2 separate regions of the Gasterosteus aculeatus genome follow, and region 1 is linked to region 2. A link is a contact called in public Hi-C data. All regions are on one chromosome and are shown on one strand. The core of a region is the stretch at or near the end of the contact, and the rest is flanking DNA. Distances in the headings are between cores, read along the strand shown. Region 1 overlaps LOC120827769 (a long non-coding RNA gene). Region 2 has its middle 39 kb from the start of LOC120828510.

The links. A called contact is a pair of places that touch in the nucleus more often than the background predicts.
Region 1: a contact with region 2 is called in a Hi-C map of liver, with 9 times the contacts expected there. The contact joins two enhancer-like sites. A contact is called at or near these places in 5 of 6 Hi-C or Micro-C datasets (liver, skeletal muscle, tail fin and 1 more).

The regions. Positions count from the first base shown.
Region 1 is chr11:11,053,115-11,055,814 of fGasAcu3.hap1.1, reverse strand. All of the region lies in intron 1 of LOC120827769 (a long non-coding RNA gene), which reads left to right. Among protein-coding and RNA genes, the nearest start is that of LOC120827769, 5.7 kb to the left of the region's middle. Within about 2 kb of position 1,419, at least 1 of the 9 cell types and tissues checked has open chromatin away from gene starts, as enhancers often do.
Region 2 is chr11:10,890,879-10,893,578 of fGasAcu3.hap1.1, reverse strand. No RefSeq gene overlaps it. Among protein-coding and RNA genes, the nearest start is that of LOC120828510, 39 kb to the right of the region's middle. Within about 2 kb of position 1,333, at least 1 of the 9 cell types and tissues checked has open chromatin away from gene starts, as enhancers often do.

The DNA.
Region 1 (2,700 bases), core at 170-2,669, 160 kb before region 2:
GCCTCCCTCTGCTCCGGGTCTTCAGGCTCTTTCACGTTTAACTCCGTGTGCCGTACGGGGCCCGCCATGTCTAACTGTCATTTAAACCCTGTGACCCCCCCCCGGCCGTCCTTCACCTGCTTCGTTATAAGCGCAAACTGACCACACTTCTGGCAGGAGAATTTCCTTTCTCCCCATTTCGCCTCTCAAATACGTCCCCTTCCACCCAACCGGTGACCACATATGTCCTTTACTCTGCTGGGTGTCGCTTCCCCCCCCCCCACTCTGACAAGTCACACCTGCACAAGTTAGCAATCCTTATTCAGGAGTTTGCTCCCGTTTAAAAAACAATTCCATTCACTCCACCCTTTCATTCTTCCCGTTTCCTTGGTTCTCAGTGTGAAGGATAAAAGAGACATTTTCAGTGTGAAGAGGAGCGTGAAATTCCCTCTGTGACCTCCCCGGGACACAGCAGACCACCGGGCTCCTCACGCGACGTCTCAGTGCTAGTGTGGATGATCCGTGTAAAGCTCTGCGACAGATTTGAATGTCTCTGTTTCACTTCTTTCTTTGAGGGAGACCGAATGAGGTTGAGCTGCACTGCTTCTCACACAAGAAGTGTAATTGTGTCGGAGCGGTGCACAGAAATGATCGTGTCCGATAAAAGCAGCAGGCCCCTGAGGCCCGGCGCCCCCCCGGTGTGTAGGCCTGTGAGTCAGGTGGTCGTCCCTGATCTTCTGACGGACTCAGCGTGGAAGCGGCTGTCTGTGTCCCTGACCAGAGGAAACAGAGAAGCCCGCTGGGGCAAAGCGCTGTGACGCCTCCGGAGGTCGGCCGTCATCGCGAGGCGTCGCTCGTCCAACGGGCTGTGAAGGAGAAACAAGACAATCCTGCACTTCATCGGCATGAGGATTGAAATGTCTGCACTGGCTAATAGGCTGCGTGGAATAGTGTCAGGCCAAACAAACATATTGACGTTGACTGTTAGTGTAGGGTTGGGGTTTGTGTATTTGTTGGAGTCTGCTGCGCCCTTGTGGACAATGTAGGCGGTGACAGAATAATACTTTACTGGGTCGCATATTCTCTGTTTGCCACTAAAGATCTGTGGCGCCAATGGACAACCTGAGCAAGGACAGAATCAACGTTTGTGTTTACAATAATAACAGTGAAGCTATTTAATAATCACAAATTGAATGATTCATGGTCATATGGAAAACAGTTATGTATTTATTCTAGGCAAACGTTTGCCTAAATTGCACAGAATCTAATCATAATTCCTATTTTGCACTACATTTACATTGTGCTGTTATATTACTACATAATAAGGAATGTCTCTCACCTTGAAATATAATTCATTTTACATTCTCTAACAGCACTGTTGACAGATTATAAGATTAAGCATAATAGTACGTGTACAACTCATCACACCGTTGTACGGATCTCTTAACATATAGTACACTCCCTGGAACCACATTTAGGTCACTTTACAGTAACTTTATTAGATGTTTATTCACGCCGCCTATATGAGCTACACATTTAATTTGAAAGCAAAAACAATTGATACAATTAAGTCTTTTCTGAATGTTTGCAAGGTCTAAACTGTAATATTTATATTTCACATACTTTTTTGTGTTACTCATTGTAACGTGTGTTAGTATATGAAATGCCTGGCGTTGGTTTTCCTGTTCAGGAGGACGTTTTAATGTTATAATATATAAGCATTTCGATATAATTTCCACCTACACGCCTTTAGGCAACGGAGGCATGTCCTAATCCTCAATAACCACTAGAGGTCAGTGTTGGATCCTTGTTTGGAGACATGCAAGAGGAATCCACTGATTTCTTTACTTAATGTAGCAAAGTACAATTAAATGTACCCTGGTTATCAAATATGATATAATATTTTTTTTTATTATTTTTAAATTTCACATTAGTTGGGAGAACTGAATAGTGTGGAACATGTTACGTGTTGCTGGATTTGATCCGATAATGAAACCCAGCAACATATCACTTGTCAACGCTTTGCTATAAGTAAAGTTTTGAGAAATGATAATGAAAATAGGCTAATGGTGTGGATATTATACTGTTTATAGTAATATATCAAGATAGACATCGTTCCACAGTCGGGATCCTCCAAATAACAAAGTAAAAACCATAACCATCAATGTCAGGAAAGTCCAAGTCGTCAGTAATGTCAGTAATTTGGTCAAAGGCTAAAGCGCTTATAATGTCATCAGTAGACATTTAGAAAACATTTGTACGGTTGCCTGGCGTGTGCAAAGGGAGCTTCGGTAAACTGTATTTAAGTACGAACATATAGCCGTGTGTCATGCACATAAATAAAGCTTCAGAATGATCTGGCTGAGGGAGAATCATGTTTATAGACAACAGCAGAAGCCCAATAATCAACCCACCACAAGGCCACAAGATGAAAATGAGTCACAGAAGAAAGGACATTTAATAGCAGAGAAAGTTCTATTGGAGAGGTGAGAACGCAGCGGGTTCCTTTTGTACTAACGCAGGTTTCCAGACGGTACAGGAGCACAGAGTGATCGATTTGTGTTGAAAGCTGCTCTCGAAACGGATAATATGGTAAAAAATTGCAGCACTGAAGATAAAAGGTGGTGATTTAGTAACTGGGCTGTGATTGTAGAGTGATAAAGGATCAACATTATTCATCTTGTTTACATTTCATCATGAGCGGTTGAATAGTTGCTTGCA
Region 2 (2,700 bases), core at 84-2,583:
TGGTGATACTTTAAGCAGGGTGTAAAGAAGCGATGCTTAATGCTTGTTTATACCTACAGCTGAAGTAAATTATATGACTCAGACCACTTTTTTTCGGATCCCTTTTTTCTTTGTAAAATGTCTTCTCGTATTACAATAGCTTTCCCCTGAAATAGGATATTATAATATACCCACACAACAAAAACAAAACATAAACAAATCTTTCCCTAGGAGCTGGTTTGTGTCCAAAACGTCCTTTCTTCAGCTATACACCAAATACATGCCAAAGGGCAGTAAAAATGTGACGCAAGTTAATAACATCAAGTTAGTGTTTGTCTGCGTGTGTCCAATATTCTGGCAGGCAGCGCAATTACACGTCTTGAAGAATAAAGGGTTTTGATGTGGAGGGCCGAGCACTTTGAAGAAGCAATTGAGCAGTGAAAGGACACTTTGACAGGTGTATTATTAATGGGGACCAAAGCCACACACGCTGCTGTTTCAGGGACGAGCCGAGGGTGGAACAACTACATGAAAAAAGTTTAGGGGAAAAATGTAAATCTATGTCACGGCCGGGACCATTGTTTATGTTGAAGGACTCTCACTCAGTCTTTTAGAAGCTATCAGTGACATCATCTGAGAGACAGGGCTCTTGCTGATAACCTATGACCCCTATGCATCAAACAGCCATCACTCAATTGGTGAAAAAAGAAATATTGAAACTTGGGTGAAGGTAGGTAAGGGTGGGCAGGGTTATTGAGACTGTATTCATTATAAGTAATTTTGTATTTTAGGTTTTTATTTTATTTTATTTATTCATATTTATTTAAATGGGAGAGAATCTTGATCTAAAATTGTCACTAAAATGTGATGCTAAAATTGATCTTTTTCTCTTATGTTTATTTTAAAATGGACCGTGACCAATGCCGAAGGTCATTTTTGGTTCTTGAAGCAAAACTTCAATGTATAAATGCACTGTATTAACCCATTGCAAACGTGTTATATGTGTTATTTTCTGCAGTAGTCATCAAGGGCTACTCTATGAAACCAGTGTGTATTAGTGAAACCGGAAAGCGTGAGGCTTCAAAAAATGAATATGTGCATACATACATGTATGCATTCACATGTGCATGTGTCAACTGACTGCATATGAACCATGTTGGCTGGTCAGAAAGCCAATTAGTGCTTGAACTTTTTTGCCCCATCTCAAGAACAGGGGCAGGACACATCTGGTGTCAATACATCTTAATAAGTTATTGTAATTCTCCTTTTCCTGCGCTGAACATGCTGGGACAGAGGTCTATTTAAAACGTGTCTAGCAGAATGAGAATCTGTTTGAATGGAGCCAGATTGCCATCACTTGATCGGCATTGGTACTGCAGGTAAGGCACATTACCTTTTTTATTTAATTTTGCAAGGCAATAAAGTTGTGGCTCAACTTTTAATCATTGTTAAAATCACACCTCCTGTAGAAGGAAAAGAGAGACTTTTTAATTGTGTTTTCAGTGAGAGAAATCTAATAAGAAACAGTTTTATGCATCTGCACACATACTGGCTCTCTGCACGATGTATTTATTTTAATGTAGTTTCTATTCAAAAGTTCCAAAATGTCAACCAATAGCCGGGTACCTCACACTGTGTGCTAAGAGTTGGTTTATAAAGCTATTTATTAAACCTTTTGCCCCTAAAAAAGCAGAAGGAGACCTGGTTGAGGCCATGAAACAGTATGCTGATATGGTCCCACATGGGATTTATTGTCCTATTGAGTGTTGTTTCAGTATATGTAACGCTTCATTTTCAGCAGTTTGAGATTCCTTTGAGTTTGTGCTTTACATAAATGTTTTGGTATAATTCTTGATCATTTGGTCCTCTGCATTTGTTTTGTCTCTAACTTTAACAGATGTTTGGGGGGATAAAGACATGATCAGTGAAAGATTTTGGAATTTTCAAGCTGCTTCAAAAATTATGATTAAAACATCAGACAGAGAATAAAGCTTCCAAAACTTCTACGGCTGGCCAATATTTTATGAAACAAAACCAAATATTGAGGTAAAAGATACCAAATCATTGGATGCCAACGGTTACGCCCTCCATCTCCACAGGTATGCTGCATAATGGCTCTTAAATGTATCAAACATAGCTGCATTTATTTCTTTATTTAGACTGCTGAGTACATGTATGGTATAGTATAGTGAGCCATATTACAAAGATCTGCTGAAAACCCAGAGCTCCTCGAAGCTGACACAGAGGAAGTCAAGCAGGCTTTCCCATTAACGCAGCTGCCATCACATCTCACCAACTTGATTATTTACAGGGGACACAAACGGTGACACGAGCCCGTCCAACAGCTCTCCGGTCACCTTCGGACCGATACGAAAGCTGTATCTGTAGGAGAAGAATTTAGCTGACATATTGGTTCAATATATTGACACCTTGAGGAGTTGTAGCGCTGACAGATCCACCAAAAGCACGGGGAGGGATAAGGGCTTCCTCCCCTTGGAGCACCCCCCCCCCCCCAACCCCCCTCCACCCGACCATTGGGACACATATATAATACCTTCTCCCTGCAGCTGTTGAACATGTGGATTTCCAGGCAGCTCAGCTAAAAACATGGAGACGGTGACACATTCACACCTGTTCACACCGGCGGCACTGGCCAACTCTGACTGACAACTTCCCTCTGGCCATCATCACCTCTCAATCGCAGGAGAACTGTCCAAGCAA